Linked DNA regions of Hordeum vulgare: region 2 is linked to region 1. A link is a contact called in public HiChIP or PLAC-seq data. All regions are on one chromosome and are shown on one strand. The core of a region is the stretch at or near the end of the contact, and the rest is flanking DNA. Distances in the headings are between cores, read along the strand shown.

The links. HiChIP or PLAC-seq counts read pairs in DNA pulled down with a chosen protein or histone mark.
Region 2: a contact with region 1 is called in an H3K4me3 HiChIP or PLAC-seq map of embryo, with 4 times the contacts expected there. The contact joins the promoter of LOC123402299 here to the promoter of LOC123404047 in region 1. A contact is called at or near these places in 2 of 6 Hi-C or Micro-C datasets (leaf and seedling) and 1 of 1 datasets of contacts at active chromatin or transcription factors (embryo).

Annotation. Positions count from the first base shown.
Region 1 is chr6H:345,185,131-345,191,790 of MorexV3_pseudomolecules_assembly, forward strand. LOC123404047 (nicotinamidase 1) reads right to left here and starts at 3,056. Exons shown (of 5, transcript XM_045097961.1): 1 at 2,841-3,056; 2 at 2,270-2,453; 3 at 1,949-2,082; 4 at 1,677-1,862; 5 at 862-1,121. The coding sequence starts at 2,999. The coding sequence ends at 1,041.
Region 2 is chr6H:345,334,269-345,340,928 of MorexV3_pseudomolecules_assembly, forward strand. LOC123402299 reads right to left here and starts at 3,140. Exons shown (of 6, transcript XM_045096202.1): 1 at 2,942-3,140; 2 at 2,175-2,286; 3 at 1,765-2,091; 4 at 1,590-1,675; 5 at 355-442; 6 at 1-191. The coding sequence starts at 2,232. The coding sequence ends at 91.

The sequences.
Region 1 (6,660 bases), core at 1,806-4,305:
ATATACATATTGTCTAAATGATATCCTCGTGTTACAGTATCTGAAGTTCTGAATCAAGGATGTACGAACATGCATGCATGCATACATATAGACATATTGCACATCTATATGTGGACATGATTATTTAAAAAAATATCAAAAGAGGACGAGGATGGGATGAGTAATACATGAGGACATCAAACATGTGTAAAAAAATGCTGAATTTTAGGTCGGCTTGTGTATCCAATGGGTCACTGAGGTCAGAAAATTCTAATGAAATGGGTCGATTCATGGCCTCGTATATTGACCTTGGGGCCACCGGGCCAGTTCCAAGGCCAGGTCCGGGTCCACCCATTCCCGTTTTGAGTTCAGATACTACTATGCACAAACTTCGAACCAGGAATATACTTCCTCCGTTCTCAAGTACTCCCTCCATACATTAATATAAGAGCATAGTGTAGTGTAAAAAATGCTCTTTGACACTACATGTAAAAAATGATTTTATATTATGAGACAAGGAAGTATAATATAAGTCTTTTTAGAAATTACGTTAGGGGCTACATATGAATGTATGTAGACATACTTTAAAGTGTAGATTTACTTATTTTGCTTTATATGTAGTTTGTAGTGAAATCTTTAAAAATACTTGTATTTAGGGAAATACTTGTATTTAGGGACGGAGGTACTAGTATACAAACTACACGGCATCAAAACACAGGGTGGAAGCGCATACTGGAAAGTACTCCCTCCGTCCGAAAATACTTGTCCTAAAAATGCATATAATGGATGTATCTACAATTAAAATAAGTCTAGATACATTCATCTTTAGGATAAGTATTTTCGGACGGAGGTAGTAAATGCTTGTTAACCTTACTCATTGGATAATTACAGATATAACCATGCATACAGATAAAGATGCATGACCCATAGAACAGTGTCAGTGCACCAGGCGGCAGATACAGCATCTGATTATTTTACAGAGTGGATAAACAGGAGGACAACATAGAACCCTAGCACGGTCCTCCTTGCAAGACTATCTCAGACTTGATTAATGATTAGTCTTATTCTTCAAGAATTATTCTGTCAACTATCTTTGCACCCCTTGATTTGGCCATGTAAAGTCCCATGTGATGCATAAGATCCTGCATCATCATAAAAGGTTAACTTTTTTCTTTTGAAACAATAACAGGTTAACTATCACTCCATGTTTCTTTCTTTTAACGAGCAAAGAAACGCACAATATATCAAAGCAAAGTTGCCACCATTGTGTCTATGTAGTAACTTTCAGGTCAAGAGAAAACGGGCTTAACTCTACGCGTAAACACTTCGCAGCCAACAAGGCAATGTATTTTCCGTGTAAAACTAGTCCACTTCTCTTAGGCAGAACACCTCTTTGTTCTATTGCTATAAACTAAGGATCAGGTGTCCTATGTTTTTAGCACGGTATAAAATCTGGATACTAGGAATTCCGTCAAAGTCCTATGTCTTACAAAACCTAATACTAGCTAAATTACATGCTCCAGAATGTGAAAGCTATCTATTCTCATTCTGAGTCTTTCTGAAGTCTACGGTCTCACTGACCATGCATAGTACTCCCTCCGTCCCATAATAACGTAAGATGTTTTCCGACCCTACACCAGTGTGAAAAAACATCTTACATTATGGGACGGAGGAAGTATATTTTAGTTGCTGAGTACCTGTGGATGGGCCAAAGCTCCTTTGATACTCCTGGCTACTTCGACAGGGAGGTCAAATGTAGCACATCCCTCAGAATAGATCACAACATCTTCCAACGGGGGCACTCGGCCAATGTTTCTTGCAGCCAGAGTTGAACTCACAAAGTCCAGAACACAGTAGTCTGTGCATATTCCCACAACCAAAACCTGCATCAAGCAAATTCACGAGTCATATATAAATGTGATCACCCTTTCTTTTTCACCGAACACTTAAAAAGAAAGGATCCGCTTACGGTTTTGATCTGGAACTTTGCGACCCACTCGCTGAAAACATTGGACCCATCCTTCTCAAATGAAGCAAGATAACCATCAATACAGTCCTTGCGCCTCATTGTCACATTTGGATCATTCTCCAGCCACTCCAGAGCTGCATATGGCAGATTAAACTTCGTCAGAATCCAGATACGGAACGTGTTCTGTTGTCATTCTCCCGTATCAGGTTTGCCAAAACATGGATTTAGCATCCCAGTCCAGCATGAGAGACTGAACATGCTCTGCGACATAGGCTTAATAAGAGAAGTAATAATAAGGAAAGTGTGGAGCCGGTGTTTAACCTGGAACAAAGTTTTCTTCACCGGAACCGATGATGCAATGCGGGGGAAAAGGCGGCTCGGGCTTATCGGGGTAGTGGGTATCGAGGAACGCAAAGACCGGCCAGTTCCTCTGGCAGAAGACCTTGGCAAGCCTAGCAGACTCCTCCACCATCTTGTCGATCTGTTTATTCGGCGTGACAGGGGCCTGCAGACAGACGCCATCTTTTCTTATAAGCAAAGCGAGTAATAATACTTGATGCAGATTGATGATATTAATCCATGGGAGGAAGAAGGGCGGAGTGGAGATTCAAGATGGGCCATAAAGAGAAAAGAAACACGAGGCAGAGCAAGAAGTGCGTGACAAGAAGAGCCAAGAAGCAAGGTAGGAGGAAGCTGGGGGAGGCTATCTGGCCTATTCAAATCACTCGCGTCCCCATCGTAGAGCAACCAGCAAAACTCCAACTAAGCCAGCATGGTGGCATGGCATGCATCAACCGAGCTCCCGCAAGAGCCGATCAACCCCGCGCGCGCGCGCACCGATATGAGTACCTACTACTCGAAAACAGAAGAGAGGAGGGGGAGCAGAGCTCACGAGGTTCCCGGCGCCGACGGTGCAGAAGCCGTTGACGAGGTCGACGAGGACGAGCCCCGTGCCGGGCGTCAGGAGGAGGTCGGCGTCCGGCGGGCAGGGCGCCGCCGAGCGGAGCAGGTCAATCACGGCGGCGCCGCCGCCGTTGGCTTCGGACCCCATGGAGATGCGTGCGTGAAGGGAAGAAGGGGCGGTTGGTGGTTTGGGTTTGACTGGTCCCGATCAACTAGTCGTCACGGGCCCCGTTTTGTCTAAAATCTTTCTCGACTGGCACCATCCAGTTGTAAATCCGGGGAGAGGCGGTGGGTCCCGGATTGGCGAACTTAGTCAAACCAACATCCAAAAGATAAGAAGGGAAATTCATTCGTCCACCCGGGTGAACTGATTTGATAAAAAAAAAAATGTGGCTACGCGCGGATATGAGCGAACAGACCCTGGAGAAAACAACTATACGGCCTACATCAAGGAGTGGTTGGACTTGGAGTGAGTGAGAAAGGCAAAATTGACAAAAATGACCCCTGGGGAAAGAACTCACGGAGTGACTCATCGGGGGAAATATTTCACCGGCCTGACCCTTTTGTGTGGCGCCCGACACCTAGGCGGCACACTACACTGTGTGACGCCTAGCCGTTCGGCGCCACACCCCCCGACCACCTGGCAGGGAGGGCCCACCCCCCAGGCAGTGTGACGCCTAAGCCTCAGGCGTACAATGTGTGACGCCTAGCGCTTAGGCGCCACACATTGACTTAACTGGCCACGGGCCAGCCCCCCTCCCCACCCCTCCTCATTCCCCTCCCCCAGCCCCCTCTCCCAGCCACTGCCCCCTCCCTCAAATCCTTCTCTAAATCACCAAATCTGAAGGTTTGGACTTGGAGTGAGTGAGAAGGCGCTGAGCTGATTTGCGGTGGATTGACACGCGATTGAGCCGGTATATCATTGAGTTACAAAGTTCAACGGAAACATCTCCTCCCCTAAAAACATATCGTTAAAAATCCTGAAATAAATTCAGAAATAATGCGAGCATCAGAATTTAAATTCTGGTGAAATGGGATATCACCGTTCCTTTAACCATCCAATTACATGTTGATTTTGCAGTTTAGGTTTACTTTTGAGACCAACGTATCATGTCGATTGGGTGCACGACGCATCACACCATTGTTATCTATCACAATGATCTCACACACAACTCATGTTATGTAAGTAACCCCTTAATCGGGATGGATCGGCGACGAAAGACATTTGTGTTTATGCAAGTGTGGGTTTACTTTTTACACACGCTGCAAACACACACTGCCGATGAGGTGGCAAGATTTTAAGGTACTGGACACCGATTATATAGTGGAAGGCCTTACAACATCCACGACCGGACCCCTCATACCCCCCTCAAGCGCCCGGAAAGATCGTTCGACGACGAAATTTCGACCCAACCGGACCTCTCAAATCGGTCTCAAACGCCCGGGCTGACCCGCACCCGTCATATCCAGCCCAAATATGGAAAGGATATGGAGAAGCTCGGGCACGCCCGCCACGTCGGATCCAACATCCTGACCCCATGACAAATTGCACCATATCCACCCCGCAGAATTGGCGGATCCTCGCGTCGTCCGTCTCGCAGCTCCGTCGCCGTTCGTAGCCTCTGCCTCGCGAGCTTCGTCGGAGGAGTCTTTTGTCTCCTCCTCGTCGCGGAGGACGTCGCCGTCGGCCCGGAAGACACCGCGGTACGTCCGACAACTCTCTGGCTCTGTCTTGTGCTGGATGTATTCGATATAGTGTCTGATCGATTTTTTTGGTCAAATTTTTAGGGAAAACGATGGATTCCGATGGTCTGTCCGTCGACGAGTATGGACCGACGGAGCTTGATCAAGTGATTCAAGATGAGTTCTTTGATTCATCGAATTCAGACGAAGAAGTGGACATGATCATGCTCATGACCATGCAAGACGAAATGGACAGACAAGCGAAGCATATTCTCAATTTCAAGGGCTCAATCAAAGGAAGAAGAGTGATCAATCGGGATAGGGTATCCGGAGCAAAGCTACTCGAGAAGGATTAATTTGCTCCAAACCCAACTTTTCGACATGATCCATGGTTTCGTCATCTTTTTTGTTGAGTAAATAGGCAATTTTTCGATTAAATTAATCCATGAAATAATCAGTGTCATGGCATTGACTAGATTACTGACATACTGATTACAAACCAGATTAGCATGTACTACACATATAGTAGAAATATCTACGCATATAACTAGTACTGCTAAGACTGAAATACGCAGGAGTGGGATAAACGAGTTGTACCCTCCAATCGTCCAGTTGGCCCTAGCAGCAGCAGTGGCAGCGGCATCATCCTCGGCCGCCTTCTTGTCGGCTTCGGCCTTCTCGAGGGCGAGACGGTCGGAGTCAGTTGGTGGAGACATGGTGATGACAAAGATGGCGCAGACATAGAAGAAGCAGTCGAACGAAGGCAAGCAGTCGCGTAGTTGCTCCCCAAAAACCTAATCGCCCCTCTCCTGTACAGGATCCGGAGAGGCGGGGTTTCGGAGGCCTGATCTCCCATCGACTGTATACACGGTGAATGGGACGGAGTCGCCGACGGTAGCACCAGCAAAAGGGAACAATCACGTGAAGGCAGATGTGATATGATCTCGTGACGACTAGGGTTGGCAGGAGCCTTGCTTATGTAGGCGCGACCGGGTAGAGAGACGTGGACGGAACCCATGTCTGAGTGGGTAACAACCCACGATCCAATGTCTCAGATCATGGCGTGTCCGTTATGTATTCTCCATTCGTGACCGATAAAAATAAGCGCGTAGGTATGAGCTCGGTTTGGCTCAACCCTGCAACCCGCAACGCATCATGAAGAAGCATGGCGTGGCGAGGCGGGCGGCGGAGGAGGAGTGCGCGAGGGCCTCTTCTCTTCTTAATCTCTAATAGCATATGGAAGAGAGACCCTTATAAAGAGGTCCAACTCCTTCTCCACTAGCAAGGTGGGACTGAACTTCCCACCACCCCTTTTCATGCCAACACCTATATGGGCCCTTAGAGATATTTTGAAATTGTCTTATGGGCCCTAAGCCCATCTCATGTTTCAACAATTCCCCACCATATCTCAAGGGCACATTATGTCTTCTTGTTCCAATCACTATTTTGATATACCGGCATTTCAGTGAAGACTTGTTAAGGTTGAGATTCACCTAGAACAAGTAGCTACACTCCTTCACAACTGAACAATGGACTATGCCTTGAATTGTCAGTTTGGCGTAAAGAAGTTTGACCACAAGTCTTATTAGTACTAGGACTAAAGGCTGGCCCCTTGGATGGAGCATATTGGCCACACTCTTGGCATTCATGAGCTTACTAGAAATCACCCCAATCTCATAGACCATCACTAGCAGTCGGGCTCATATAGGTGTGTTCTTCCAAAGATCACTCTGTAGGACAACATCTTGCTTACACATAAGCTTTAGAACACATTAAGGCAGTGGTCATCCTACCGTACAGTATCCAAGAGTAATGCATCTCCAACAGAGTGGGTTAGTAAAGTTACTCTCCTTAGTTCACCACTGGCTTATTTTCCCACGTCCTACTTCACAGGATCTCCGATCACATAGGTTGGGTTACTACCATGGCAGCTCATGTGGGTCTCATACCCATATCCCTCGATGCATTATCTATCACAACACGTGATAGTCCTTTAGCAAAGGGATCTGCCAGATTCTTAGCCGTTTGGATGTAATCCAACGCTATCACTCCGGAGCTTCTTAAATGTTTGACAACTTTCAAGATCATTCTTATATGTTTGTTGGACTTCATGTTGTTCTTCAAAC
Region 2 (6,660 bases), core at 1,890-4,389, 150 kb after region 1:
GTCCACTGCTCGCTCTTGAGCAAGCAATGTTGCAAAGGAGGCAGTGACAGCAGTGCAGTTTAAGCTTTTTCAGGTGGGCAGAGGGACTCTTCAGTTCACTGACCCAACGCTCCAAGGATGACGACTTATCTCGTCTCTCAGCTGAAACTCAACAGGCTTGTCCTCCAGGAGTGAGTAGCTGTCAAGCTCAACTTCATCAAAAGAAACTTCAATCAGCTTTGCCTTATCGCCTGGATGCAAAAAATGTACACATGTGAGAAAACTGAAACAGAATTGCAGATTGCCACGTAATGCGTTGAGTGACACGTTAAACAAACAAGAGTGAGCCTATGAATCTGCGAGGGAGAAAGAGACCTGAAATCGAGAGACGCCTACTGATGTCTGGAAGAATTTCAGGCTCCAGTTCCAGCACGTTCACTTCTTCATAAAATGGTGCAACTGCCTGAATCATCAACAAACAGATATTGCATTTCTGGTATCAAGATAATGCATTAAAAGAGAGGGGGAAATGAATAGAAACAACAAATATTGTTCACTGGAGCATGAGCGAATGACAAACAAGGATATCTTCAATAGCATGTAAAGACCGATAACAAGAACATATATACCAGGCAAATTAAGGAACAGGAACATACTATACGACTAAACAATGACTGTTGGTTTATGTTGGCCTATAATCCTGTTACAAATTCCCTTAGCTATAAGTTTGATTTTCAGTCAGACGAATAAGGGGCCATGTAATGTGTGCATGTGCACCTCTCGGCCAAGTCTTTGCTTTGTTTCCTTAGTAGGGCTGCCGGTTCACTCCGTGGGATGACACAGATCAAGGTGATCGTGGCAGCTATGTAGGGGAGAAGGAGGACTGGCATGGTCGTTAAACTCGGACCAACGCCCGTTTTTAGCTCAAGTTAGTTTGTAACCGAAGATGAATAAAGGAGAAGAGGAACAGAAAAAGCAGTACGATTATACTGCACAAAACTTGTCCCCTCTCGCACATATTTCCTCTCTGTCCGATCATTCCTTCCAGTAGTTTATACATGTCATGTGTTTTTTTACACAAAACAGATGCAAGAAGATGATATATACACCATTGTTTAATACTACTATCAATACAACCATTGCGGATAAATTCAAAGTAGAGAAATTGCAACAGGACAGGACACCGACAGCATAATGGAAACAAATTCCTTCATTGTTACTAGCAATAAGCAAAATTGAATATACATAAACAAATTTTCCAAAAGAAAAAAACAGATAACACTGATGTGCAGAGCTTAAACATATATTGTAGGCAAAATCCAGATTGGAAGTTATCAGCGGTATCGTCCACAAGTAGCTACACAGTGTTGCAAGGGTCCAACGGAGATTATGAGCATTCAGAAGCAACATCCATAAGTACATACATCTTTGTTGACTAGTCCACATTTTTACTACTTCTTAATTGCGTCTACAGATAAACATTCTTCCTGTTTGCTAACGTTATCATAATTAGTTAGACTGGATGTGAATTTTAGCAGTTTATCGAACAAGAGACCAACACTAACAGAACGTTTACATGTAAATTGGCGAGAAGTATGTGGGTGGCTTACCTTAGCTGGAAACAGCAGAGGATCAAATATCACATTTGACCAGTCATGCAATGCTGACGTCATTTTCTCCACTTTTTTCTTGACACCTGCACAGAGATGATATAACCAGTTACATTACATGCACATATTGAAAAGGTCTGCCCAAATACGAACAGGTAAATGAAGCAATTCTCACGTTTGTCTATCTTGTCATTGTCCAACTTCTGAGCATCATTCCCAGTGAAGTGGGTGCGTTCCACCCCACCCTTAGCCCATTCATGACATTTTTTGGTGGCTTCATCAGCATAGATTGTAGTCTTGCTCAGTGGGTTCTTCTTAATGGCTTCTTGGCTGCGCAGAGCAGACTTGTCTTTCAGGACGGACCTGTCCTTCAAGGGGTGGCCTTTTTGAATGCTAGGCGCTTGGGGCTTGCCGGTGTTGGACACATCCCGCAGGGCCTTCCTTGCTGATGGCTTTGCTGATGGTTTCAGTGGCCTGGCGTTCAGCCCATCAGCCCTCTTGCCTGCACAGCAGGAACAAGTGTGTCAGGGGGCTTACAACAGGAAACTTCATACCATGAATTAGTTTGAGAAAAAGAAGCCTCACCTCTATGGATTGGCAGGTTCTCATCAAGGAATACAGCAGCTGGAGCTGGGAAAGCCATGGCAGAAGAGAATCCTTTCTTCTTGTACCTCGGAAGCCTGGATGGAGTTAAATGCTGCTGTACAAAGGGAAATCAATCAGACGACAGAAGCAACACACAACAGAGTTCCCAATGCTATTGTGCTGTAAAGAAACTTGCAATCAGTTTATTTTAACATCGGACCACATTGTCTTGTGAAGGCAACCAAGATTCCGCTCACGGATAGTATGAATCAAGAACTTCCCATCCTATTGTTTGTGTGGTACAGAAACTGCAGCTTGCACAGGATTTACGCATCGGACCACGTTGTTTTGAAAAGGCAACCCGGTCTCACATATAGATTCTAGGTTAACCGCAATCCCGGTATGAAATATGAAACGCGTATTCGGAAAGAGCGCGCTTGGCGCGTCTAAAAAACAGATCGGAAGACATAAGCGTCGACGCCCATAACCCCGGCCCAGAAGAAGAAGAAGAAGACGCGAACCAGATGGATGGATGGCGGATCTAGACGGTGCGCCCGGAAATCGCAAAGGTTGGCGGCGGGATCTGAGTAATCGCTGGATGAGAGCAGCCTCGTATATACCTAAAACCCTAGGGCCAAAGGCCGCGGAACCCCTCGCCGGAAAGAACGGGAACGGCGACGCGCGTGAGAGGTGGGAGGCGGGAGCGGCGGCGGAGGTCAAGAATCGAGAGGAAGGGGGGGGGGGGGGGGGGGGGGAACGAGGAGTACCTCGCCGGATACGCGGGGGAGTTGTTGTTCTTGGCCTGTCCGCGCGCAGGAAAGAGTCGAGTTCTTGCCTTGTTGGGGGATGGATTGGAACCAAATGAATTGGGGAAAACTACTAGGGCTGCGGGATCGGCGCGGTGGGGAAGAAGGCAAAAGGCGAGGAGAGCGCAACGGTCGGATTTTGGTTGGGCGGTGCGGGAAAGTGCCGTTGGGCCACGACGCACGCAAGGGCAGGCTGGGTGGTAGGCTGGGCCTGGTTAGGTTTCGTATTTGTTGTGGTCCAGACGCACTGGCTGGCCCAGCCCAAGAAGCACAACCGAAACCCTAATTGGGGGGAGCAATTAACTTTTTTTTAGACAACTCAGGAAGCTTTATTAATTCGTCACAATGTTTACAGAGACGGATGGCAGATTTCTCGGATGGCCTAACCAAACATGACGGCCACCTTGCAGGTTAAGAGCATGTTTTGCTAAATTGTGAGCTTTAAAGTTGAAGTTCCTACGTTCATAAACGAACTTACAAGAATTAAAAGAAAATGAAATGTCTAAAATTTCTTGAATTATGGCACCATAGGTTGCCGAGGTACGATTCAGGATATCATTTACTACTACCTCACTATCTGAGGCAACTTGGAAGTTTTGTATGTATAGATCATTTGTTAGCGCAAGAGTTTGTGTGATAGCCAAAGCTTCGAGGATAGGAGGATCCGAAATAAATATCAAAACAGTCGCCGCAGCTCCGAGGAAAGTTTCCCCTATTGGGGAACATTGCATGGGAAACAAAAAAATTCCTACGCACACGAAGACCTATCATGGTGATGTCCATCTACGAGTGGTGATTTGGATCTACGTACCCTTGTAGATCGCACAACATGAAACGTTAAGAAACGCGGTTGATGTAGTGGAACGTCTTCACGTCCCTCAAACCGTCCCACGATCGAACGGACGGCACCTCCGCGTTCAGCACACGTATAGCTCGACGATGATCTCGGCCTTCTTGATCCAGCAAGCAAGACGGAGAAGTAGACGAGTACTCCAACAGTGTGACGGCGCTCCAGTGGTGGTGATGATCTACTCCTGCAGGGCTCCACCCGAGCTTTGCAGAAATCCGATCTAGAGGCGAAACTGTGTGGTTTAGGCTAGAGTTGCACGTGGCAAAGTTGTGTCTCAAAAAGCCTTAAACCACCACTATATATAGGAGGGAGGGGAAGGGGCTAGACTTGAGGCACAAGGCCTCAAGGGTGCGTCGGCCGCCAGGGAGGAGGAGGACTCCTCCAATTCGGTTTGGGAAGGAGGAGTCCTCCTCTTCCTTCCCACCTCCCTCTTTCCTTTTTTTCTTTCCTTTTTGGTATTTTCTTATGTGGCGCCATGGGCTCCTTGGGCTGACTCCAACACCCCACTAAGGACTTGTGGCGCCACCCTAGGGCCTTGGGCTCACTCCTGGGTGGGTGGGCCCCTCCCGGTGAACATCTGGAACCCATTCGTCACTGGTACACTGTCGGAATTGCCCGAAACTTTCCAGTAACCAAATGAAACCATCCTATATATCAATCTTCGTTTCCGGACAATTCCGGAAACCCTCGTGACGTCCGTGATCTCATCTGGGACTCCGAACAACATTCGGTAACCACACATATAATTCAACTATACTAAAACATCATCGAACCTTAAGTGTGCAGACCCTGCGGGTTTGAGAACTATGTAGACATGCCCCGAGGCACTCCTCGGTCAATATCCAATAGCGGGACCTGGATGCCCATATTGGATCCTACATATTCTCCGAAGATCTTATCGGTGAACCTCAGTGTCAAGGATTCATATAATCCCGTATGTCATTCCCTTTGTCCTTCGGTATGTTACTTGCACGAGATTCGAACGTCGGTATCCGCATACCTATTTCAATCTCGTTACCGGCAAGTCTCTTTACTCGTTTCGTAATACAAGATCCCGTGACTTACACTTAGTCACTTTGCTTGCAAGGCTTGTGTGTGATGTTGTATTACCGAGTGGGCCCCGAGATACCTCTCCGTCACACGGAGTGACAAATCCCAGTATTGATCCATGCTAACTCAACGGACACCTTCGGAGATACCTGTAGAGCACCTTTATAGTCACCCAGTTACGTTGCGACGTTTGATGCACACAAGGTATTCCTCCGGTGCCAGTGAGTTATATGATCTCATGGTCATAGGAATAAATACTTGACACGCAGAAAACAATAGCAATAAAACGACACGATCAATATGCTACGTTCATAGTTTGGGTCTAGTCCATCACATGATTCTCCTAATGATGTGATCCAGTTATCAAGTGATAAAACTTGCATATAGTCAGAAAACCTTGACTATCATTGATCAACTGGCTAGCCAACTAGAGGCTTGCTAGGGACATTGTTTTGTCTATGTATCCACACATGTATATATGTTTTCATTCAATACAATTATAGCATGGATAATAAACGATTATCTTTAAACAGGAAATATAATAATAACTATTTATCATTGCCTCTAGGGCATATTTCCAACAGTCTCCCACTTGCACTAGAGTCAATAATCTAGTCCTCACATCGCCATGCGATTTACATTGTAATAAATCTAACACCCATACAGTTCTGGTGTTGATCATGTTTTGCCCGTGGAAGAGGTTTAGTCAGCGGGTCTGCTACATTCGGATCCGTGTGCACTTTGCAAATATTCACGTCCTCTCCTTCGACGTAGTCACGGATGAGGTTGAAGCGTCGTTTGATGTGGCTGGTCTTCTTGTGAAACCTTGGTTCCTTTGCTAAGGCAATGACACCAGTGTTGTCACATAAAAGAGTTATTGGATTTAGTGCTCTTGGCACAACTCCAAGATCCGTCATGAACTGCTTCATCCAGACACCCTCCTTTGCTGCCTCCGAGGCAGCCATGTACTCCGCTTCACATGTAGAATCTGCTACGACGCTTTGCTTGGAACTGCACCAGCTTACCGCACCCCCATTAAGAATAAATATGTATCCGGTTTGTGACTTAGATTCATCTGGATCGGTGTCAAAGCTTGTGTCGACTTAACCCTTTACGATGAGCTCTTCGTCACCTCCATAAACGAGAAACATTTCCTTAGTCCTTTTCAGGTACTTCAGAATATTCTTAACCGTCGTCCAGTGATCCACTCGTGGATTACTCTGAAACCTGCCTGCCATACTTATGGCCAAGGTGACGTCTGGTCTAGTGCACAGCATTGCATACATGATAGAACCTATGGCTGAAGCATAGGGTACATAACTCATTTGTTCTCTATCTTCCGCAGTTGCTGGGCACTGAGTCTTACTCAATTTTATACCTTGTAACACTGGCAAGAACCCTTTCTTGGACTGATCCATTTTTAACTTCTTCAAAACTTTATCAAGGTATGTGCTTTTTGAAAGTCCTATCACACTTCTTGATCTATCCCTATAGATCTTAATACCTAGAATGTAAGCAGCTTCTCCTAGGTCCTTCATAGAGAAACTTTTATTCAAGTAATCCTTTATGCTCTCCAAAAACTCCACGTTGTTTCCAATCAGCAATATGTCATCCACATATAATATTAGAAACGCCACACAGCTCCCACTCACTTTCTTGTAAATACAAGATTCTCCAACCACTTGTATAAACCCAAATGATTTGATCACCTCATCAAAGCGTTTATTCCAACTCCGAGATGCTTGCACCAGTCCATAAATGGATCGTTGGAGCTTGCACA